Linked DNA regions of Mus musculus: all the other regions are linked to region 6. Evidence: chromatin contacts called from public Hi-C, HiChIP or PLAC-seq, Micro-C and promoter capture Hi-C data. All regions are on one chromosome and are shown on one strand. The core of a region is the stretch at or near the end of the contact, and the rest is flanking DNA. Distances in the headings are between cores, read along the strand shown. Region 1 holds the start of Traf3 (TNF receptor-associated factor 3). Region 2 holds the start of Adssl1 (adenylosuccinate synthetase like 1). Region 3 has its middle 24 kb from the start of Gm40584. Region 4 holds the start of Akt1 (thymoma viral proto-oncogene 1). Region 5 holds the start of Siva1 (SIVA1, apoptosis-inducing factor). Region 6 holds the start of Klc1 (kinesin light chain 1). Region 7 holds the start of 4921507G05Rik (RIKEN cDNA 4921507G05 gene).

Evidence for each region. Promoter capture Hi-C pulls out the DNA fragments that hold promoters and counts their contacts. Hi-C and Micro-C count contacts between places; a contact is called where the count stands out from the background. HiChIP or PLAC-seq counts read pairs in DNA pulled down with a chosen protein or histone mark.
Region 1: a contact with region 6 is called in a Micro-C map of embryonic stem cells, with 2.6 times the contacts expected there. The contact joins the promoter of Traf3 here to the promoter of Klc1 in region 6. A contact is called at or near these places in 1 of 39 promoter capture datasets (liver), 1 of 484 Hi-C or Micro-C datasets (embryonic stem cells) and 1 of 115 datasets of contacts at active chromatin or transcription factors (memory CD8 T cells).
Region 2: a contact with region 6 is called in an H3K27ac HiChIP or PLAC-seq map of extraembryonic endoderm stem cells, with 5 times the contacts expected there. The contact joins the promoter of Adssl1 here to the promoter of Klc1 in region 6. A contact is called at or near these places in 5 of 39 promoter capture datasets (the C10 cell line, hippocampal neurons, liver and 2 more) and 3 of 115 datasets of contacts at active chromatin or transcription factors (extraembryonic endoderm stem cells, pancreatic cancer cells and stem cell-derived neural progenitor cells).
Region 3: a promoter capture Hi-C map of pre-B cells shows a contact between it and region 6, with 2.2 times the contacts expected there. The contact joins the enhancer-like site here to the promoter of Klc1 in region 6. A contact is called at or near these places in 4 of 39 promoter capture datasets (the C10 cell line, embryonic stem cells, pre-B cells and 1 more), 2 of 484 Hi-C or Micro-C datasets (cerebral cortex and cortical neurons) and 4 of 115 datasets of contacts at active chromatin or transcription factors (astrocytes, embryonic forebrain, embryonic limb bud and 1 more).
Region 4: a FOXA1 HiChIP or PLAC-seq map of pancreatic cancer cells shows a contact between it and region 6. The contact joins the promoter of Akt1 here to the promoter of Klc1 in region 6. A contact is called at or near these places in 2 of 39 promoter capture datasets (pre-B cells and stem cell-derived epiblast-like cells) and 3 of 115 datasets of contacts at active chromatin or transcription factors (extraembryonic endoderm stem cells, pancreatic cancer cells and trophoblast stem cells).
Region 5: a contact with region 6 is called in a Hi-C map of B cells, with 7 read pairs. The contact joins the promoter of Siva1 here to the promoter of Klc1 in region 6. A contact is called at or near these places in 1 of 39 promoter capture datasets (hippocampal neurons), 1 of 484 Hi-C or Micro-C datasets (B cells), 3 of 115 datasets of contacts at active chromatin or transcription factors (embryonic forebrain, large pre-B cells and pancreatic cancer cells) and 1 of 9 other capture datasets (embryonic stem cells).
Region 7: a contact with region 6 is called in an HNF4G HiChIP or PLAC-seq map of pancreatic cancer cells. The contact joins the promoter of 4921507G05Rik here to the promoter of Klc1 in region 6. A contact is called at or near these places in 2 of 115 datasets of contacts at active chromatin or transcription factors (bone marrow-derived macrophages and pancreatic cancer cells).

What each region holds. Positions count from the first base shown.
Region 1 is chr12:111,164,898-111,167,883 of GRCm38.p6, forward strand. It overlaps Traf3 (TNF receptor-associated factor 3), which reads left to right and starts at 1,473. Exons shown (of 12, transcript NM_011632.3): 1 at 1,473-1,705. The region is part of intron 2 of 4930595D18Rik (RIKEN cDNA 4930595D18 gene); the gene reads right to left.
Region 2 is chr12:112,618,335-112,621,713 of GRCm38.p6, forward strand. Adssl1 (adenylosuccinate synthetase like 1) reads left to right here and starts at 1,713. Exons shown (of 13, transcript NM_007421.2): 1 at 1,713-1,976. The coding sequence starts at 1,785.
Region 3 is chr12:112,558,341-112,561,347 of GRCm38.p6, forward strand. No RefSeq gene overlaps it. Among named protein-coding and RNA genes, the nearest start is that of Gm40584, 24 kb to the left of the region's middle. Within about 2 kb of position 1,476, at least 31 of the 459 cell types and tissues checked have an H3K27ac peak or open chromatin away from gene starts, as enhancers often do. A contact at or near this core is called in pre-B cells, where this site is marked.
Region 4 is chr12:112,672,825-112,675,941 of GRCm38.p6, forward strand. Akt1 (thymoma viral proto-oncogene 1) reads right to left here and starts at 1,452. Exons shown (of 14, transcript NM_009652.3): 1 at 1,176-1,452. Gm30150 (a long non-coding RNA gene) reads left to right here and starts at 1,652. Exons shown (of 3, transcript XR_381988.3): 1 at 1,652-1,873; 2 at 2,195-2,728; 3 at 2,867-3,117.
Region 5 is chr12:112,642,625-112,646,112 of GRCm38.p6, forward strand. Siva1 (SIVA1, apoptosis-inducing factor) reads left to right here and starts at 2,204. Exons shown (of 4, transcript NM_013929.2): 1 at 2,204-2,460. The coding sequence starts at 2,343. Gm30101 (a long non-coding RNA gene) reads right to left here and starts at 2,143. Exons shown (of 3, transcript XR_381987.3): 1 at 2,058-2,143; 2 at 690-818.
Region 6 is chr12:111,756,923-111,760,248 of GRCm38.p6, forward strand. It overlaps Klc1 (kinesin light chain 1), which reads left to right and starts at 1,927. Exons shown (of 16, transcript NM_001025360.2): 1 at 1,927-2,120.
Region 7 is chr12:110,839,696-110,842,772 of GRCm38.p6, forward strand. It overlaps 4921507G05Rik (RIKEN cDNA 4921507G05 gene), which reads left to right and starts at 1,334. Exons shown (of 2, transcript NR_152102.1): 1 at 1,334-1,590; 2 at 2,714-3,077. It overlaps Mok (MOK protein kinase), which reads right to left and starts at 1,244. Exons shown (of 12, transcript NM_011973.2): 1 at 1,051-1,244. The coding sequence starts at 1,057.

The DNA.
Region 1 (2,986 bases), core at 223-2,722, 590 kb before region 6:
GAAGGCTTACTAGTGCTTTGGCAGAGAATAAAAGGAGCCACGCAGCCATAGGAAGCCCCACGCACAGGTCTTTGTACCTTCTGCCTGGTGGCTTATTTGAAAAGAGTCCAAATAGTGCAGCCTAGAGAAGGAAGCCTTTCTGGATTTGGGCAGTTTTCCTTGTGCCGTGAAAGGCGTGTGAGAAAGGTGCCCTGGACAGGGCTGGGGTCGAACAGTAGAGGTCTGAGAACACGGTTAAAGAAGGCAGGGGCACTCTGAGCATTCCGGGCCATTAAAGACACCCACGAGGGGAAAGGGGCTAATAGTGAGCTCCAGGGTCCTCATAGATGGGACTGTCGTTCTAGCACTGTTGCCTTGGGGAACCCTGGATCTGACCTGACTCTGAACTCAGAACTGTGGCCTGTGGCCCAGATGAGGGCGCCACTGGCCTAGCTGAGCCTGGCTAGCAAGGCCTATGTGGGCTCTCGAACAGGCACCTGTTGGGCTACTGCATTCAGAGATGTCCTGTCAGACTATCCAGGCTTCTAGAACATTCCATGAGGTAAGCTGGACAGAAGATGCTGGACTTCCTGCGCAGCCTGGTCACACTGGTCTCCGTTCCAGCCTAGGATCCGACAAACTTTATTGAGAAGGGATGTGTGAGCTTCCAGATGACTTGGAAACAATCATGGCCTCTTTGCTCAAGTGTCTGAACTTTGTAAGGATAGACCCCCATTTGCTCCCATCTTGCCATGGCAGTAGGGACATCTGGTGGGGCCCTGTGACCATGAGACAGCAAGATGAAGCTGCTGGAGAAATGGGTGTCCCTGGCTTAGAGAAGTACCCAGGACAAATTGGCCACCCTGTCCACACAGGGCAGATCCACTTCGGGTGGGTATGTAGGGAGCCGAGGAGGACTCTGCTAAACCCCTAGAGCTGGGTCAGATGGTACCAGACCCGCCTGTGAGCATACGAGGGGCATGTGTGAGGGTGGCATGGCTGTGTGCTAATGTGGACTGTGAGACCTGCCCGCCTGCCTGTGAACTCTGTCGGTGAAGATGTGTGTTCTTGGACAGGAGACACTAGGAACGAACTCTGCACGCGTGTCAATGGGCGCCCGCGAGTGAGTGTCTTCTACAGGTGCAAGGACCTGAGTGCCCGAGTAGGCGAGACTGTTGGGCCGCCCGTCGAGGTGGCAAGGCGAGGAACCTTCCTTGCTTCCCCTCCGCTCGACTGGCTTTTTGACCCGGAAAGACCGGGACGCGGGCGGGGCGCGAGGGCGCGCGCGCGCGCGCGGAGGGGCCAGGGCCCTGAGGGCCTGGGGCGCGCGCCGCCGTTGCTAAGGCCGGCGGCGAGCGCGGGGCCGAGGGTCCCTAGCAACGGGCGCGGGCGCGCGCCAGCCGAAGGGGATGAGGGGGGGGGCGGGGAGGCGCGCGCGGGCGGCGGGGGCGGGCGCGCTGGGGCGCGCGCCCAGGCGGCCCGCGGGGATTTCCAGCGCGCGAGAGGAAGTGCCAGCGCGAGGGTGCGTGAGGCGGCGCGGCCGGCGGCCGCCGCGTGCGCGAGCCGGGTTGCAGCCCAGCAGGGACTTTCCAGCCGGCGGCGGCGGCGGCGGCCGCCGGCCCTTCCCCGCCCCCCGACATGGGGCTGCCCGGGGAGCTGGACGCTGCAGAAGGCGGCGGAGGATGCGCGCGGCGCCCCTGAGCCGGCCGAACGGGCGGGCCTCGGGGTAAGGTCGCGGGCCGGGGGCGGCGGGCGGCGGGGCGGCGGGCGGCTCCATCCCGGCGGCGGCCCCGGGCCCGGCGGGTCCTTCGCTGCCAGGCCCGGCCGCCTCACCGTCTGCGGTGCGGCCCGCCCGCCGCCCCAACTTTGGAAACTTTGTGTGTGCGGCCAGCTCCGGGCCCGAGGCGCCGGCGCTCCGGGCAGACGGGGCAGGCAGGCCTCGAGCCCTGGGTGCCCGCCCCGAGGGGTGCCGAGCCGTCAGCATCTCCGAGGCCCGGGGCTTTGGCGCGGTGCGGAGCGGCGGAGACAGGGTGCCCGCATAGATGAGCGTGCTCGCCCTGGCTGGTGGAGGTGGGTTTTTGAGCCATTATTTAAAAGTTTATACTGAGTCATTGCTCTGCAGATGAATGACTGATTCATAGTCGGAGAGCTGCAGAGAGGCTGGAAGGCAGGCGGTTCTGGGATCCAGCTGGGGCCGAATGCACACCTTCCACCTTCGATTAACACCAAAGGTCAGAGTGGGCTCCCCACGGGCGAGCCATTAAAACGATCCTTGCCGCGGGGCTTGCAGGTTTTGGAGGCGCCAGGCTATGGCTCATGTACGTTTCGCCACGTTTCTACACTGTCATCACCACCGGTTGGGGACCCGGGTATCAGGATTAGACCTTTAGAGAGAATTCTGCGTGGACAATTCTTTACCTTTAATTTAAAACGGCAACAACATGCAAATGGGTGAAGTGTTGTGGACGTGCTCTGAAATCGAAGAAGCATTCAGATTAATGATCGGTTGAAGGAACTGATTTTATTTTCACGGCTTTTGTACTGAGCTTTGACTCAGTTTTGAGAATGAAATAGAAGGGTGTGTGTGTGTGTTACGTACACACATTTGTAAGTATGCTCTTTTTTTGTGGAGTCTTAAAGGGTTTATCGAGTGTTGTATTGTCATCTTAATTTACATTCACAGCATACAACTGAAGAGGAGCCATAATTTTTTTTTTTTTGGTAGCATTTCTGTGACTAGATACACAAGTGAAATCTTTAGAAATGCTGTTTTGTATTGTGTGTAAAATGCTTATATGTAGAAATTGTTCAGGGGAACCCTCAGTCAGCTCTTAAAACCTTCTGGTGTTTTTCAGATCTTGGAAAATGGCCTGTTGAAAATACTGCATCATTGTAGGGTGTTTAGCAAAATAGTGTACAGCCATCCTTTACTTAAAGGAGAGGAAATGTTTCCCTTTTCGCCATATTGTGACATCTTATATATTAAGAACTAGTCTGAAGGTGAAAA
Region 2 (3,379 bases), core at 463-2,962, 860 kb after region 6:
GTCCCAGCTGTTGAGCCTGAGTGAAGCTGTTTTTAGAAAAGCCCTCCCCGTTCTATGTGGGCCCTTGGCTATTTATAGTCTCAGGCTTAGAAGCCTCAGTGCCCAGGACCCGTCTAAGCCCCCATAGTAGGTCCCTCTGAACCCTAAATACCTCTCACCAAGAACCCCTGGTTCCCCCCAGGAAAGGGAGCCAGGATTCCTTTCAGGCTTGCAGCAACACCTCCCAAGGGGACAAGGGCAAGCATTAAAGTGACCTGACCAAAGTGACATTCAACACTGGCATTCTTAAAGCATAATCTTTCTCACCTGGAGAAAAAGTTCATTGACCTGTGTAACATTCTGCCAGCCTCTCTCCTCCCTCAGTCCTCAGAAGCTGCTGTGCCCCCTACCCTTCCTCCTGTGACAACCCCCCCCATATTCTCCTGTTTACCCCTTGTCTCCGTTCCTGCATCAGCCTTCTCTGCCTGCTTTGCCTTCTGAGCACACCTTCCTGAAAGACCTTATCAGGGATTTCTGCCTGTCCCAGCCACTGCTCAGGAGATCTTGGCCTGAACCACTAACTCTAGATGCCACGTCTACTCGCTTGCCCCCTCCCCACTGTGGCACTGAGTGAGGTAGAGAAGGATATTGTAATCTGCACACAAAGACTGTAAGGCTCTTCTAAGAAGTAGTGTCCAGATCCGAGGCCCTGACTGCTTCAGCCATAGCAACTGAAGAGAGTGTCTATGTCCCTATGTGAAACAGAAGACACAGACCACCATGACCTGCACAGCCAGGGAGGGTAGCAGCAGTGTGGCTGAGGCTGACTGGGAATAGCCTCTCTTCCCCAAGCTGGGGGAGGGGGGGTGTCAGTCCCCCAGAGGGTGTGTCTAGTCTCACTGGTCTTGTGACAGTCCTGCGAACTGCCCCCAGGACAACTAGGAGCCTGACTGCTCTGTGAACCTGTCCCAGGGGTCAGTTAGCACACCCTGGAAGGACACGCACCAGTGGGGGGCTGGGGGGAGCATGCCACACAGGCCTCCCAGCCTCAGGACTTTCCCTTGTCCCTGTTTCCAGTCTGGACTGAGTGGCAGAAACCATCGACCCCGAGGTCTCTTGGAAAGTTGAATCCTCCTCTGCTCCTGTGTCCCTCAAGTTGCTCTGACCCCGAGCGGATGTGGGTACTTCATCTTACACTTGGCGCTGGGCTAGTAGCTAGCTACAGCCACCCAAGAGCTGCATATCCTGGGCCAGCAGGGGTGACTATGTGGCCTGGTGGAGAGAGATCGTCTTAGTTAAGGTGACTTTCTGGGCGGCTCTCAGGAGAACCGTTCCTGGTCCTGGACTCGAGGTTCAAGACGGGAAAACAGGTGATCCCGCAGGCAGATCCTCCAGATTAACGGCAAAGAAACATCTGTGGTTCTGCTTTTGTTAACCGCTCTCTTGCCCCGGAAAAAGCAGCCTCCTCCGCTGTTTGTGCAACCCCAAACCCTAGTCCTAGCAGGCCAGTGGGCAGGGGTAGAGTCCGGGTCGTGCAGCACTGGCACCTCTCACGTCCTAGGGTGTTCTGAGTCATCTGCTTGCCCAAGTCGTGTCGGGGCGTCTAGCACCCTAAGTGCGCGCCATCTGCAGCGACAGCGGCAGGGACAGGGAGCTGTGGCCGCAGGTCACCGAGGTGCGTCACCGCGTGCGCAGGACCCGCCCCCGGCCCGCCCCCCTCTCTAGGCGTCCGCATTTAATGGAGCGAGAGCTCTGGCGGCGGCGGGCTCTCGCTTGGCCCAGAGCAGCAGAGGAGCTAAGCCAGCATGTCCGGGACCCGAGCCTCCAACGACCGGCCCCCCGGCACAGGCGGAGTCAAGAGGGGGCGGCTGCAGCAGGAGGCGGCGGCGACAGGCTCCCGCGTGACCGTGGTGCTGGGCGCGCAGTGGGGGGACGAGGGCAAAGGCAAGGTGGTGGACCTGCTGGCCACGGACGCCGACATCGTCAGTCGCTGCCAGGTGCGGGCCAGGCGCCGAGTCCCTCCCTAACCTGCCCAGCGAGCCTCTCCCCTTCCCCGGGATCCGGACGAACCCCTTCCTCCTGTGCCCTGAGTGGGTCACAGCCTTTTGGATTCCTCCCTCCCAGGAGTACCTTCCCCACTGCCTAAGTCCTCCTTCCCACACACACCCTCTCACACAAAGCTCTTGGCCTCCCACCACCCACCCACCTCCTCCCCAGGGCAATGGCAGGAGCCCGAGCTAAAAATATAAGTCGCTGAGTTGAGGACATGGGATCCTCAGGGGTAGGGCGTTCCAGGGCGGTGATGGTGGGCCCTCCAGTGGGGAAAGCCCCAACGGGGTGGGTCGAGGTACCCTAAGATGCAGCAAAGGGTGAGAGCTGCTTTCTGAGAAGGGGGGTGTCCTCGGCGAGTCAGCCAGGCAGAGACAGGATGAAGATAGGTTTCTAACCTAGAGGAACGCAGGGTCAGGAGCCTAAAGCAGAGTTCAAAGGGGTCTGGCTGACATGGAGAAAGGAGGAGTCACAGATTTCCCGGGCAGGGTGTGACCCGGTGGCTGGTAGTGCTCAGAGAAGGCCAGAGACAGTCTTTGTGCCCTTGGCCAGCTGCAAAGTGCTCTGAGCACCCACATTTGTTCTGACTGACTCTGGACAGCGGGTGGGTACTCTCCTAGGGCTAGCTGCCTGCTCTCCTTAAGTCTCTGTGGTGTTGAGCTGCAGCTAACAGCCACACTGCCTCTGCGGTGCCATCCTCAGCACAGAGGGCTCGGTTTGAGGGAAGATACTCTGTGATACTGGGTTTGGAGCCACACTTATGGCTGCTGACCCAAATGAAGGTGGGAACACCTGCTGGAGTTCTGTCTCCCTGGTTCTGTGGCTTTCTTGCTGAGTTCCCGAGGACTCCTAGGAGGCCTCCGGAGGCATAGCTTGGTTCCCTGGGCCACATTTGCCCAGCTGGGGATGAGGATTTCTGGAAACTCTCTTAAGAATGAGGAGCTACCCTGCTCTCTCACCCTGTTCACCCCTCTCCCTTGAAGTCTCTAGGTCCTAAGGACAGACCTTGGGCCTCCTAAGCCCTACACCTTGCATGCATTGTCCAGCTATGTGTATGTAACTGGGATTTACTCCCAGCGGTCTGGAGTCCTGCTCTCCAGCGACCCAGCACCAAAGCCCCCACCCTTCCTCAGAGCCGTTTGCTCCTGTGGCGCCTACAGTCTTTCCACACAACTTGCTGGGTTTGGTCAGCACTGTCAGGGGTGAGCCTCGATGGTCCCAGGCTCCGTCTCCTTCTGCGGACACAGTTCTGGGTGAAGATGAGCTATCCCTGCTCTATGCCCAAGTCACCATGACAGATCCAGATCCCCATTTCTTGACAGGACATTCAAGGATCAGCACAGGGTCACAG
Region 3 (3,007 bases), core at 226-2,725, 800 kb after region 6:
ATCTCGTCACGGGCTTAGCACACTGGGCCCAACAGGAAGAAAGGGCTTATGAGCCTTACACTTAAACATCATCCACCATCACTGAAGTCCGTCAGGACAGGAACTCAAGCAGGGCAGGAACCTGGAGGCAGAGCTGGTGCAGAGGCCTCAAGCTGTGCTGCTTACTGGCTCGCTTCGCAGGACTTGCTCAGCCTGCTTTCTTATAGAACCCAGAACCACCAGCCCAAGGAAGGACCACCCTCCATAGGCTGAGCCCGCCCACATCAGTCCCAAAGGGGTGGGGGGGGGGGGAAGCTCTACGGCTGGATCTTACGGAGATATTTTCTCAGTTAAAGTTTCCTCCTCTCAGATAACTCTAGTTTATGTCAAGCTGACATTAAAAACTACCCAGCACACACTTACACAAAAGATAATTATAAATAAATGCTAAAAATACAAATTCCCATTGAAATGAAAAACTCAGCTGCATGTGGTGGCATGCACCTATAATTCCAGCCCTTTGGAGATTGACACAGAGATCTGACTAGCTTCAAGACTAGTTTGGACCTCTGCTCAAAACAAAAAACGTCAAACTTAGTTTCCATCTCATGTTCGTTAGGATGAAAATGGTCAAGCATACCCTAAAGTGAACGAGCTGTGGTGGCGCACCCCTTTAATCCCAGAACTCTGGAGGCAGAGGCAGGTGGATCTCTGTGAGTTCAAGGTCAGCCTGGTCTAGAGAGTGAGTTCCAGGCTGGCTGGTGTCGTATAATGAGGTGCTATCTCAGAAGAAAGCATCCTAAAACAACAAAGGGTAGAGGGGACTGTTGGTGGGAATAATGGCGTGCAAGCTTCCAAAAACAAAGTAGCAATTAACGGTATATACCCTGTGAGCAAGCAGATAAACTGAAGAAACTGCAGGCAGGGCCCAGGGCAGATACAGAGTCTCACAGCAGGTCAGGAGCCACAAGGGACAATGGTTCTGGTGTCTCCCTGGGGAGGGGACTTCAGTCTACAGAGGAAGGAAACCCTTCCCCTCTACACTTTGAACTTGAGCCCAGGCATTCCCACAGAGAGAGGACGGAGGATAGGCTTGTAGGGCTGAGGGGCAGGGTGCCAGCGAGCTGGGAAACAGGTTACCAGTGGGGGCTGAGGGATAGGAAGCCAATGGGGCTGAGGGGCAGCAAGCCAGTGGAGGAGGGGCGCTGAGAAGCAGGGAATTGTGGGGTTGAGGGTCAGGGTGCCACTGAGGGGGAACTTCCAGTGGGGCAGGGAGGCTAAAGGTCAGGGCACCAGTGGAGCTAGGAGACAGGGAGCTAGGATGCCTAGGTGCATCGCTTCAGTCCCGAGCTGTCCTCCTTAGATCCTTTCTGTCCCTCCAGGCCCCTGTGCCCCCCTGCCAGTGCCCTTACTGCCTCAGTCTTCAGCTTCGCCTCTGAGAAGGGAAAAACAGGTCTCCAGTCCAGCCAAAGCAACAGTGAAACCGGGGAGGAGTTGAACTCTGTCCCTGAACAAGTTACACAAGCTGAAAGCACCTTCCTCTCCCTGAGGCCCTGGGCCAGGAGGTGAGCGTGCTGAATATTCTTAAGTCACTATTAATAACGATAATCCTTCATTGTAAGCTTCCACTTATTATTTATTCTCCTGTTAAATACAGCTACAATCTTAGTGCCTAAGGCCATGTCACTCCCAGGTAACAGATGTTAGGCCCTTCTCTCGCACCCTGGATGTCTCGATCTGTCAGGCAGCAGCCCCTGCTTTGAGTACTCCACAGATACCTGGAGGGAGCCACCCTGCAAACAGCAGCTGCTTGCTACTGAAGCACAAGGCAGCTTCAGGGGACTGCTGGGCCAGCCATCACAAAGCTGGCTGAACTCTTGTTGACAGGACTGTCATTTTCACCCTGGCCAGAGGGAGAGTACTTCCTCAGCTGACCCAGCACAGGGACTTCTGTAATTGGTGGAAGTGTGCAGGTGGAAGTGTGCAATCTGGGATCAGTGCAAACAGAGTGCAGTGCATGGAAGGCTGCTGTGATGGTATACTGAGACCTGCACCCCTGCTCTAGACTGGAGGCTCCCTCATTATGCTGCCCCCTGGTGTTGCAGCATTAGACCTTATAGAAGCCATCACTCAAGTGATGAGAAAATCAGTCTCTCTAATGAAGAATTCCAAACATTCAGGGAGACTCTGGAAATGGAACATGGCTCGCAGTAGGGAGTGAAAGCCCGGAACAGGTCAGCAGCAGAGGATGACCACATGCTGGAGTCACCTGATCAAGGTCAACTGTAGCGTGAATGATTCTGTGTGCTTGGCCCTTTAAAGGATCCCCAGTAGCTAGTCAACTGGCTCTTTGGGAGTGCTTAAGCCATTGGAACTGCTTGACCCTGTTGGCTGCCTCTTGGACTTCTGGGAACTGGAGAGGATAAAAAAGGCAGCAGAGCCTGGAATCGGAGTAGGATCCAGGCGGCAAAAGAGTGGGGTCAGAAAAGACAGTAGGAGCAAAAAGAAGAGCAACTAGGGCAAGAGGGGAGGGGAGGGGAGGGGAGGAGAGGAGAGGAGAGGAGAGGAGAGGAGAGGAGAGGAGAGGAGAGGAGAGGAGAGGAGAGGAGAGGAGAGGAGAGGAGAGGAGAGGAGAGGAGAGGAGAGGAGAGGAGAGGAGAGGAGAGGAGAGGAGATTGCTTAATCAGTAAAAATAGGGATGGTTAAGGCAGGAGGAGCTGCGGGGGGGGGGGGGCTGCGGGCGTGGTGGCGCTCACCTTTAATCTCAGCAGAGGCAGGCGGATTTCTGAGTTCAAGGCTAGCCTGGTCTACAAAGTGAGTTCCGGGACAGCCGGGAATACACAGAGAAACCCTGTCTCGAAAATCAAAAAAAAAAAAAAAGACAGGAGGAGCTGAGCTGAATCAGAGACGGTATTGTTAGAAGAACCCAGGAGGAACCCACAAAGAAGAAAAGCCTCTCTCAACACTGACTGTAGCCTCACAGCCACAGTCTCACAGTACAAGCTCTGTGGTGACTCCCCTCCTCCCC
Region 4 (3,117 bases), core at 202-2,701, 920 kb after region 6:
GGGAGGCCGGCTGCTATGTGTCAAATGCCAAATGCCAAAGTAGGAAAGACCACACCTGGCCCAAGAAGGAAAGAGCCCTTCCCTCAGCAAGCAGGTGGCGACTAAAAGCCAGAACGAAAAAGATAAGCCAAGAAGAAATCCCAGCTCAGTGACTGTCAGAGTGGGTGTGGCCTGGAGGCAGAGGGCTGTACTGCAAGATCTCTCTCGGTGGATGTCCCCTACCCCCACCCAGCCCCAAGGTCTGCTGATGACAGTCAGCTGTCCAGAGCCGTGTAAAAATAAATTCATACACACGGAGTGAAGAAACACAGCCATGTTAACGCCAATGTCCACATCAAGCCGACTTAAGCATGGGACACTCTTCCCACCATGCCATGCCGTAAGGGCATATGGTTGCTATTGTTAAGTCTTAAGAGTTCAGCCCCTCTGGGACACTGGCCCGTGAGCCACACGCCCAGCTGGGGCCCCACCAAGGCGACTCGCCCTTCACTTTAGTGATGGCTCTAGGCAGTCAAGGCTAGCCACCTGGAGCAAGACCAGGGGCCTGGGGGAAGGAGGAGTTTGGCCACACAGCAGAGGCCCAAGGTTCCACCACCGCCCAACTTAGAAACCAGTCCTCTTTAGACAATTCCATCAGCTCAGCCAGTATCCCGGATCCGGGAGACCGAGTCCACGCCGTCCTCAAGGCCCCCCCCCCCCCCGGCACCTCCAGAAACCACCTAGTCCAGGAAGCAGCTTCCGGGCCCAGGAGGGTTAGCAGTCCTTTGTGGGCTAGCCTGGGCACTGTGCCACCGCGCACAACTTTCTGTCCGTGGGAAATGAGTTCTCCTTCCCAGGGCCCTCCCACCGCACGCAGGCCGCGGGGCGAGCCTTTCTCCTACCCTCGCTGGCCGAGTGCCCGGGCAGCCCCAGGCCCCAGGGCGCACCGGCCCCCACTGCGCACACCAACAGCGCCCCTCTCCCGCGACCTGGCCCCGTGGAGCGGCCACCCAAGGTCACGCAGCGGCCGCCCGCACCCTCGCCGGCGTGGGCCTCCTGCGCGACCAGCCCGGCCCCGCGCGCTCCCCGCCCAGGCCTCCGCTCGGCCACTTCCTGCTCCTACTCCGAGGCGCGGCGCGGCCGGGAACAAAGCGGGGTGGCCGCGGCCCGGAACAGGGCGCGGCGCGGGCACTCACCGGGCCGCCGCGTGCGGGCGACTGGGCCTAGCCGGGCCGCGGCCTCGGGCGCCCGCCGCTCCGCATCCCGCGGGCGGGCGCTGGGCGGGGCCGGCTGAAGGCAGCGGCGTCCGGGCGCGCGCTGCTGGCCGGATCTGGGCCGCCGCGGTGCCGGCCACAGGACGCTGCTCGGTCCGCTCCGCTGGTCCCGGACTCGCGTGCGCTGCCGCGCTGGGCCGGCCGCCCGCCGACTCGGTGCTGCCGCCGCCGCCGCCGGCCCGCCTTCTCCCCGCCCCGCGCCCGCGCCGCCCGCCCACATCCGCCTCCGCCGCCCCGGGCGCCCCCGGCGCGGCCCGCGGCCAGGGCGAGGCACCCCGTGAGCGCGAGCGCGGCCCCGCAGGCGCCGCCCTCGGGTGGCCCCGAGCCAGGGCCACGCGGGTAACGGAGCCCCGCCGCAGATCCAGAGCTCCAGCTCTGGTCTGGGTTTCCCGGTTTGTGGGACCTGGCCCTTCCCTGCCTAGCTCTCCAGACCCCAAGGAGGGAGGCCAGCGTGGGAAGTGAATCAGTTTGACTCTCAAGAGGCCCAACTGTCCCCATCTTGGGAGCCGGGAGAGACCGGTCACCGGTGTCCTAAAGGCCAGCCAACACAAGAAAGAAGGCTATTGAGGGCTCATCCAACCCAGTACTGCCTGCCACAGCAACTGATAAGGACTCCCCAGGTGACAGGGAGGACGGGAGCACACCTGGACACCCAGAGGGGGCAGATTCAGGGGTAGGACTCAGTCAGCCAAGACCTTGCTGTGGACTCAGATGGGTGAGGCTTGGGGGGCGGTTCCTTATGGTGTCCCGGAATTGAAGAGTCAAGGTGGTTCCTGCCTCTTATCCATCCTCAGTCCTTCCCCCTTCGGCCAGCCTCAGCAGTTCCTGCGCAGGGCCCCTCCCTCGTCCCAGAAGCCCGACTTGATAGTAACCCTTTTGTGAATTTACCTTCATGTGTTTGGTATTTTTAACCAGGGGGCATTTTTTGTTTTTCATACAAGGGTCAGAGTTCACCAGGAGTGTAAACAAGAGGGTAGATTTAGTAGTCCACGCTATCGCCCAGGATGGAAATCGGAGCTCCTTCTCGGGCTCCTGGGGCTGACCTGGGAAGCACACCCCACTCCCGGAGAAGAACTCACTCTCCTCTCAGCCACGCCCCATACCCTTCAGACGGGGATGGGGATGGGGGGCTCTGTTCTGTGCCCTATCTGCTGCACAGCTGCCCCAGCTCAGAGAGCCTCCAGGGCGCTAAGTCAGAGGCTCAGCAGCAGTTCTGTTCTGCTCCAGCAGTATCCCTGACCCTGAGAGTGGCCTTCAGAGGCTGAGAGTCACACAAATATCCATCACTCGCCCAGCAAACCTTCACCCCAGGCCCCCAACTCCTCCTCTCCTACTTCCCCCATCCCGTTGCTACACAGTTAGAGCCAGCAGGGCGCCCTCTTGTGGAACACAGCAATTTCTGGCTGTTCTCTAGTGACCCTTCTCACTCGGATGCTCTTCCTGGAAGCCACTGTTGGAGACAGCTCCTACCTGTGGTGAGCCCTGTTTCTATGCAGTAACCAGTCCCGCCTCCCTTCTTTGTGTCTCTATCTTCCCCCGAGTCCGGAGTGGGTTGGGGGATAGGCGACTCCTTCTGGGTCCACACTTTGGCAACACCTCTTTGGGCCTCCTAGACAGAGCCACAAGGTGAGTAAGGTCCGCCTTACTGAGACTTGCCACTGGCCTGCTCTGCAGCCATGCTCTCCAACAAAAACTGGTCCCGGGGGCTGGCGAGATGGCTCAGCGGGTAAGATGACTGCTCTTCCGAAGGTCCTGAGTTCAAATCCCAGCAACCACGTGGTGGCTCACAACCACCCGTAATGAGATCTGACGCCCCCTTCTGGTGCGTCTGAAGACAGCTACAGTACTTATGTATAATAATAAA
Region 5 (3,488 bases), core at 954-3,453, 890 kb after region 6:
CTGGCTCCGTTATTCGGGGTCTGTGGTGAGGCAGAAGCATCGTGGTGGGAGGCATGCCATCACGAAGGAAGGAGTGAGACAGGACAGAGATGTGGTAAGGGATACTGTCAGACACACTCTCAGTGCGAGTGCGGCGTTTCCTCCAACCAGGTCTCACGTAGAAGCTGATTACCCAGAAACTCACTGCTGTGAACAGGCACCATGACCAAAGCAACTTTTTTTTTTTCTTTTTCACATCTTTTCTTTTTTTCTTTTTTGGTTGTTTTCAAGACAGGGTTTCCCTGTGTAGCCCTGGGTGTCCTGTAGACCAGGCTGACCTCGAACTCAGAAATCCACCTGCCTCTGCCTCCCAAAGGCTGGGATTAAAGGGGTGTGCCACCACCGCCCAGTCAACCACCAAGGCAACTCTTATAAGGATAACATTTAATTGGGGCTGGCTTCTAGGTTCAGAGGTTCAGTCCATTATCATCAAGGCAGGAACATGGCAGCGTCCAGGCAGGCATGGTGCAGGCAGAGCTGAGAGTTCTACATCTTCATTCAAAGGCAGAGAGGAGAAGATTGGCTTCTAGACAGTTAGGACTAGGGTAATAAAGCCCACACCCACAGTGACACACTTACTCAGACAAGGCCACACCTCCTAATAGTGCCAACCCCTGGGCCCAGCATATACAAACCACAGCCATCCTGACCTTATTACCCTTCAATCATGACGTCATCTGAGGACGGAGCCTTCAACACTTCATATTCATACTAGAACGGGAGTCAGGCCCAGTGGAACCCCATGGCGCTTGTACAGACTGCACTAGGAAGTGCGGATTCTGGGAGGAAAAAGTCCATTATCTTAACATGAACAACAGCCTTCTTAGTGGTGGTTCCTGGGACAGGTCGCTGGATTTAAGCCATGCAGTAGGGGACAAACGCATGACTCCACACAGAGGTATCATCCATTCTGCACAGTTCTACAACCGGGGAAACCACCATTTGGGGGTGGGGGTGGGGGTGGGGAAGCACAGCAGTCAGTAGTCACTGGACCCTATTGTCCTATTTAGAATTGTGCTCCTTCTTTATGTCGAAGGCCTAACTCCCAAGAGTCAGAGTGTGATTGTATCTGGATACAGTTTTTTGTTCGGTATTTTGAGACTGGGTCTCTCTACCTAGCCCAGGCTGGCCTCCAACTCACAGAGATCAGCCTGCCTCTGCTTTCTGAGAGCTGGGATTAAAGGTGTGAGCCAACACACAGGGCTGGTGGATATAGTCTTAAAGAGTTAAAACAGGGTCCTTAGGGCAGAACTTAATTCAAAGTACTGGGTGTTATTATGAGATGAGGACACACACACACATCCAGTAAGGACACAAAAGTTTTTATTTGTAGATTCTGGAAGACAGAAGCCTGCAGAGAACCTGACACTTTGATCAGAGACTTCCATTCTACAAAGTCTGGAGAATTAACGGGTGCTGTGTGTACACTCCGGGTCTCCTGTACTCCAAGATGAGCACAAAACTTAATGCACCCGAATAACTGACGTTCCGATTGTGTAGAAATAGAAGGACTGAGAAACCCCTCAGCATCACTGTTTTGCCTGTTCAACATGTTAGAAGACACCACAATATTTTTAAATCCTGACCAGCGGACCCGCAGGTGACGCCATAAACCCTCAGGCTCCCTGCCCAAGATCAGACCTAAGGGAACACAAGAGGAACTCGTAGGGGAAGATGGGTGCCCGTATCCACTAAGATCAGGAGCTGGGACAAAACCCGCCACCCTACTGTTTGATACTGATATCTCACCTATCACCTATCACCGTTGCTTAGCGACAACAGAGCCTTCAGGCTTTTCGCGCGCTGAGCCCCGCCCTCGATCTCGTGCTGGTTTATGCAGAGCCCCTTAGCACACGAGTCCCGCCCCCAACGTAGCATCCCGCTAATCCCGCGCCCCACCCCAGAGCCCCGCCTCTTAGTTCCCGGCCTATCCTGAGCTGTGACATAAACTAGCCCCGCCCCAACACAACCCCCCCCCCCCTCGGCCTATCCCGTGCCACGCCTTGCGCAGACCTCACCTCGCCGCGCCAGCGCCCTTGGCCTTTTCCCGCGCCCTGCATTCCAGCCACTGCCTCCCTCAGCCTATCCCTCGCCGTTAACTGCGTAAGTCCCGCCCCCGACGTCACTCCGGCCTATCCCGCGCAGCGGGGCCCGTTTGAGGCGAGCCCCCAGCCTTTCTCCGGCCTATTGGGCGCCGCGCCCTCGTCGGCTCGGGCCTCCGCCGCGGTCCGAGGGCGCCGTGACGTGTGCTCGGCGCGCGGCGCGCTGCGCGCTGCTGAAGGCTGTGTCTGGTACCCGCTACCATGCCCAAGCGGAGCTGCCCGTTCGCAGACGCAGCCCCGCTCCAACTCAAAGTCCACGTGGGCCTGAAAGAGCTGAGCCACGGTGTGTTCGCCGAGCGCTACTCACGCGAGGTCTTCGGTGAGTGTGGACTTCCGTGGGTAGAGCGCGCTACGCCGCGCAGGGCAGCGGGAGACCGCGGGAGCGTCCCGAGCGCTCACGGTGGATGCTGCTTCAGGCGGCTCCCGGAGAAATCCGAGTCGGACCCGAGTGCTGCCGAGCGGACTAGCCTAGCGCGGGACCGACGCGGGGACTGGGTTCGAGTGGGCGTGATGGCGTAGACTGCCCTGAGCCCTCGCAAGTGGCCTTTGTAGCGGATGGATGTTGCTGAGCATTGCCTTGCAGTGATGGCTTTCTGGGGCAGGTGTAACGCAGTGTACCGTAGCTTGGCGCAGTTTGCGGCCGTATAACTTTGAGCGGTGCCGCTGCGCCTTTGGAATGTGCGGGAAAACAAACTCCCTACGCAGCCCCAGTATTTGTCCTTTCCCTCTCTGTACTCTGGGAATGCAAACTCAAGTGCTGAGACGCAGGGGCGATGCGTGAAGGGACAGGACTGAGCTGCAAAGAGTGTGCCTCCCCCCACGCCCCCCAGTCTAGACATGGCCTGGCGTCGTGGCTTGTTTTTTGACGCCAGCACTCAGAAGGGAAAGGCATGGGCTTTATGGTGAGATGTCTTAAAACAGCAATAACAATGCAAACACGGCCCAGAAAATGCCTCAGCTGGTTAAAGTGCAGTCTATGCAAGCCTGGACATGAGTCAGGTCCCAAGAACATACAGTAGGAGAGAATTCCTGAAAGTTGTCTTCCGACCACACTCATAGTAACTAAATAGCCAAGTAAATTAATTTTTTTTAAATGTAAGCATGCAGTTGAAAAGAAGGCCTAAGTGTTAATTGGAACCTAACAGCCTGGCTCTACCCTTCTGAGGACTTGTGTGTTGGAGCATTTGCCAGGCCACTCAGAGCCAGCCAGTCAGGAAGGGGTGCAGGGCTCTAGCGAGTTTTATAGTACACACAGTTTACCAAAACCCCAGCCCACACTCTGGACTCTGCTGGACCAGGAGGCCTTAAGGAGAAAATTGCTCTCATAATGGAATGTGGGTTTGAGCC
Region 6 (3,326 bases), core at 677-3,176:
GTATTGAGGCGGTAGGTTAACTGAGGGTAGGATTCCAGCAATTCCACTTTGGTGAGCTGTCACCCGTGCTGGGTGGCCTTTGGGTGGTATAGCTGCTTGTATGCCATCTTTGCTTCTGTAAATAACCCTAATTTCAATGGCTCATCAAGCTGGACTGGGATGGACTTCTTTGCTCTGTTGATGTCCCATTTGGGGGGGGGGGTGAACAGATATTTATATATCTTTCAAAGATTCATATTCATGTATGTGCGGGTGTGCCCATGTATGCAGGTGTCACAGAGGCCAGAAGAGGTCCACAGGTACAGTGGAGCTGGAGTTAGAGGCTACTGTGGGCATTCACCCAATGTGCCTGCTGGAAACAGAACTCCAGTCCCCTGAAAGATCAGCAAGCATTCTTAACCGTTAGCCCCTGAAAGGATAGATGTCTCTTTATTTCTCCATGGGAAGTCACACAACAGTCTAGGCAGGGGGATGTTGAACTGGGTGTGGCAGAGAAAACTAAAGGACAGGTGAGGGCAGCTAGGGACAGGGTAAAGTGACCTTAGTACAACTAGGTCCTGTGGCCTTTGTAGACCAAGCTAAGGAGTTTTATGCTCATGCTGAGAGTGATGTATGTCTGCAGCAGGGTTGATTAGCTTGGTCTTTCCTCCTCCCCAACACAGCAGGGGTGCTCCTGTCTCAAGATTTAATGGAGTGTTCTACGCTGGTTCCGTGGTCCTGTTCTTTCCTGTGTGTGTCAGCACAATTTTCTGACCTTGGAGTTTGGGTCATGTGCCACTCCCTCACCACTCTGCCTGCAATTTTACTGTTTTCAACAAGTCAGATTCTGTTTGAGCTTGTTTTTTCTCATTGGAATGGGAGCTGGCCAGCAGACACCATCTGCCACTTTATGTACCTGGGTCTTCCTGTGAGAACCTTGGGAACTTAGTGGATATCAGTTGAAGGGGCAAAAGAACGAGATGATAAAGCTTGAACAAAGCAATGGCAGGGACAGATGAAACAAAAAAGCCCTTTGCTTGCTGAAGAAGTGTGTGCATATACAGGACTCGGAGGGGCAGTGATTGACCCATGGGAAAGAAATGGGCTCCCGCTTAGCCTACTCTTTTCTTTCCAACACCACCTGGGCAGGGGCCGTCATATGCTTTGTTCAGATGTATGGCAGTGGCTGAAGAGCCGGCGACACCCAACATCCAAGCAGCAGTTTGTGTGCTGGGGCAAGTGAAGCCTGCAGTAAAGACTGAACCCACAGCCTCTCCTTAGGCCAACATGGGCTGCTGCGCTCCCCACGGGAGCTGCCCCTTTATTGGCCAGCCTTTGAATTTTCTAGGAGGTCAAAGTAACTGGATCTGCTTGTTAAGATCAAAAGCACCTGCCTCCCTGATGTTGGTAGGTATAAGTGCAGGGTGGAGGACCGCAGCAGGTTCTGGGCAATACCATCAGAAGAGGGAAGCGTTTCCCAAGGTGGGGAGGCTGTGGGCATTCGCAACCCCTCCCCGTTAGTAATACAACCGCGCCATTCTGGAAACGTCTAAAGGCACCTGGAGGGTTCCCAAGCCGGTGGCAGGCAAGCTCGGCCTTGCCACTGACTCAGCGTCCCCTCCAACCCGCTGCTGAGTCAGGCCTGCAGTTGGGGTGCCAGGCGGCTGTGCGAGGCTCAGGAGCAACCTGAGCTGGCAAGCCTGCCCTTTGGGCCAGGCTGGAGGTCGAGCGAGAGCTGCGGCCAGGAGCGAGCCGCAGAGGGTGGGTCCTGGCCGCCTGGCGATCTTCCCGTCCTCCACGGGTGGAGGCGCGGCGAGGGAAGCCTCCCGGTCTGAGGCCACCACACACAGATTAGAGAGGCTCCTGGAGAGCTCCGGGCTGCGGACCCCAGCCTCAGTTTCCCCTGAGCCCCGCCCGGCGGCGCGAGGGCGGGTGACGTCACGGCGCACAGCATTGTGGGGCGGGCGCGGCGCCGGCGACGCCATTTTCGGCGGCGGAGGGTGGCGCGAGGCTGCGGAGCGCGGGTCAGGGTGAGGATGCTGCGGGGCGGCTGCGGAGGCGCCGCTTGCTGCTGAGGCGGCTGGGCTCTGCGCGGCCTCGGCCTGTGACAGCGCGACGAGCGCGACTCTCCCGATCGGACGGTGAGTGCGCGGCCTGGTCCCCGCCCCGCCCCGGGCTCCGCGCGGCTGGTGCGCAGTGCTCCAGACGCGGCCGCGACCCCTTCCCGCCTGCATCCTCCGGGCTGAGGCTTCTGGACCTTTCCGTCCACCGCCGCATCTGCACCCGGCCCTTCCAGGCTGCGATTTTGCTCCTCCGCCCGAACCCAGTCCCCTCCCTGGCCTTTCCATCCCTGTCTGCACCCTGGGGTTCCCTCTCCTCTCCGCTCCGTCCGCGCCCCTCCGTGCTCCGGTCTCTTGTCACCTCTGCCTGCGCGCCAGTAGTCTGCGGTCCTTGTCCTCTCTCAGCCTGTGCACATCCAGCAGGGGTTTCTGTCCTTTCTCCGCCTGCGCCTTTCTAGGCTCGGGTCTCTTGTCACCTCTCTGCGCTCCTCCAATCTGCGGTCCTTGTCCCTGTCTACCTGCGCCCCTGCTTTGGGTCCCTTCCCTGTCACTGGCTGCGCCCCTCCTGGCTGGGGTCTTTGTCGTCATCTCTCTGCCTGTACATCCAGGCTGAGGCTCTTCTCCCTTCCCTTCCTGTTCTGGTTCGGGTCCTGTCCTATCTCTGCCTGTCCCTCTCTGAGTTGAGGTCCTTGTCCCTTCTTCGTCCGTGACCCTCTAGGTTTGGGGCTCAGCTCTCTCTGCCTGCACTCTAGACTTCTGTTCCTGCCCCTTCTCTTCCACTCCCCTCCTGTGTCCCTCAGGCTTCTGTCCCATCTGTGTTCAGGGCCCCGCCCTGACTCGGGCCTCGGGGCGGGGGCGGCCTTCCAATGGCAGCTGTGGGCTTAAGGGACCCAAAGCCTGTCTGCTGAGGTCCTGAAGAGGTGGTGGTGGTGGTAGTGTGTGTGTTGGGGGTCAGCCGACTGGCTTTGTCTCAGGCCTCCCCGCCCTTCTAGCCCCCACCTCTCCCCGGCACCGCCCTGGGTGGCGTGCTGTCATGCTGTGGTCCATGGCCAGTGGCCAGCCAGTCTCTTTCTTTCAGTGGCCGGGTGTGGAATCTCCCTGTGACCTGAATGTGCCCGGCCTGGAGTGCTTTTCCTTGTTACATGTGGAGCCCCCTTCCCGTAAAAAAAAATTAAGGTGTTAATAAAGTAATATTAATATGTGACCGAGTGGATGGCATTATAATGAAGTTTGCAGGCCGTTTCCAGCTGTGTTGTGTTGGAATTGCTACTACCTGCTACTGTTATG
Region 7 (3,077 bases), core at 84-2,583, 920 kb before region 6:
AGGGTGTGGAGGGAGAGAGAAGATACCATAGCTGGGGTGAGAGGAACACCTGTAGTAGTGTCTGTGGTGTTTAGCACTGCATATGCCTGAACTTCGAGCTCTTTGGGAATCTCTTATCTCTGCTCCCATCTCACCATAGGCATGCTGGGATTGCAGGTGCATGCTACTGCATCAGATTTTGTTTTTGTTTTTTTTTGTTTTTTTTTTGAGACAGTTTCTGTCTAGTAGGCTTGGCTATCCTGAAATTTGTTATACTGATCAGGCTGGCCTCAAACTCATGGAAATTCAACTGCCTCTGCCTCTAAGTGAGGGGAATGAATGCGCCCGTCACTCCCCTCAAGACCACATTAATCTTCCTTAAAGGGAGTGACACAGTGACACAAGACTGAAGGGTGAATGAGATGACTTATTTTTTAAATGTTATGTCATTTATGGTACATAGAAATTACTGCACTGCAATTAAAATGTAGTGTCAATTTGATATTGTAACTACAGAGAACACAATCTAATCACGGTAAGAGACTACACTTCTGGCTACACTATCACAGGCAATCATAACCGTATATCTATGAAAATCAAACAGCGGTCCCAACAAAACCGACTTGTCTAGTCGCATTTGGACTCCAGGTTACCCACAAACCCGGCACTAAGTCCAGTTTTCCAGTCCTTCTATTTTCTAGAAAGACTGCCTCATCTCCCAACTTCTAAGCAACCGTTTTACATTCCGCTAAAAGGATGCTTTCAGAACCACAACTGTTTAACTCAGAAAGTAAGATAGGCGGCCCAGCGTCCCTCTCGAACGCGGTTTAAGCCGCCGTCCCGCAGGGGCGGGGAGCCACCGTGTGAGCGCTCAGAGCCGACGGCCAATGTCTTGAGATTTCAGATGCGATCCGACAAACGAACGAACGAACGAACGAACGAATGAGCGAGTGAATGAACGAAATGACACAACTCCTCAAACTCCAGCAGAACCCGCTGCCTAGCCCCGGGTACCTGCGGCGCCGCCCCGCAGGCCCCGGGGACCCTCAGCCCTTCTCCGGCCCCACTCACTCTTCATCCTGAACGCGGATGACGCCGTCAGCCCCTGGACGGCCCCGGACCGAAAAGAAAAGAGGAGACTGTGGTACCGGCCTTCTCCCTTCCAGAGGTGGCTTCCGGCTCGAGGACCTTCGCGGTGGTCCCTGGCTGGGGAGCGTTAGGATCCGGCCGCCATATTGTATTCCTGTCGCCTTAGCAACCGCCAGACCCTTAGGAGGGAGGGGCGTTCCGGAGACATGCGTATACGCATGCGCAAAGGAGAGGGTTTAAAAACCGCTGGCCCGTTCACGCATGCGCGGTGCAGCCTGCCGCCTCGGTTCGGTCGCTACGCAACCTCTCGCCGCTTTAAATTTAAGTATAATTTCTTACCTAGTGAGTAGGCGACCTTGGTGGGACTGACTCTTCCCAGCTCTCCCGAGAATGTAACGATGTTGAACCAGACGAGAACAATTTCCTTGAGCTTTAACTGCCTGTAACACTAGTTGGAGCCTGTTCTTGACAACACCTACAGTTGAGCATCAAAGCAGCCTGATAGCTACTGCTGTGTAATTTGTAAGTTTTACTGCTTAATTCAACAAACATTTACTTTGCTAAAAGTAGTGTTGCACGCATTGGAGATATAATGAAAAGCGACCTAGACGAGATCCCTAAATTCTTGTTACTGTAAAGTGAGGTTGAAAAATTCTCACCCCATGCATTTAAATTCAAAAAGAAAAAAAGGGGAAAAAAAAGTCATGTGGGTTGTCTAAAAATAAACTGCATTTAAATTCAATAAAGAAAGAAAGAAAAAGAAAAATCCTTACCCAAGTGGTCGCAGTGAAGACTAAATGAGATGTCCCTGGTGCCCCACCCAATTCCTAGGGGCTTTTGCCTAAGGCTTGACAGGGTCTGTCACACTGCAAGTGCTTAATAAATGTTTGTCCAAAAGCCAGGGGAATCAGCACCTGTCACCTCTGTATCATTCTTATCTGTCTAGGGGCAAGCCTGATTTTAAGCATTGAGGATTCAGGACAAACTTTACCCTTTGACCCAGTTAAACAGGCAGATGGGAGAAGTGTTTTTGCTGACTTGGGCAATAGAAACCATATATCCTGTTGTTGGAGTCCCAAGATGATAAAGAGCTTTGTCAGGGGCACCTCCTGGTGGATCACTGAACCCAGACACCAGCCCATGGCTTCTGACTCCCTGTGTTTCTGTGCCCAGAAGAAGTTGGGCGCAAAGGGTTTCAACGTGTACATATTTTATGGAGGGTGTGTTTCAAACTGGCCCCTGGAACAACTGATGTGTTTTAGCAAATTAGAAGTAACATCTGGGGCTGGCGAGATGACTCAGTGGTTAAGAGCACCAACTGATCTTCCAAAGGTCCTGAGTTCAAACCCCAGCAACCACATGGTGGCTCACAACCATCCATAACGAAATCTGATGCCCTCTTCTGGAGTATCTGAGGACAGCTACAGTGTACTTACTGTAATATAATAAGTAAATAAATACATAATAAATAAACAAATAAATAAATAGAAAAATAGAAGTAACATCTGAAAAGCCCTTCTGTTTGTCTATTTTTCTTTCTTTTTTTTTTTTTGTCTAACAGTTTTCATATGCACACATTGGGAGTGAAACATTTAAATTATTTTCATTTCCCTATTTGTTTTCTGTTTCTCCATCTCACCCCAAGCCCAGAATTCACAAGCAGGACTTCGGTTTCTCTATGGAAAATGTTCTGCCTTCCTGTGACTGTGTGTTCCAGAGCTCTATGTCAAAATTTAAAAATGTGAAGAGGAAGATAAAAGCTAGAACTCAGTGACTGAGCTCGATCACCAGCCGCTGCAGAGGGGAGAGGAAGGACAAGCTTAGAGTCATGGAGCCTTAGTGAAGAAGGCCAGGAGAATCAACTCAGGCGTCTGGAAAAAGCAAGAGACACAGAGAAAAGGGGGTTGTCACACATTCCTGCTATTAGTCCCAGCACTGTGGCTTGGGGCTATGGGTGGAGGCAGGCCGATCTCTGCGAGTTCAAGGCCAGCCTGGGTTACATAGTTCCA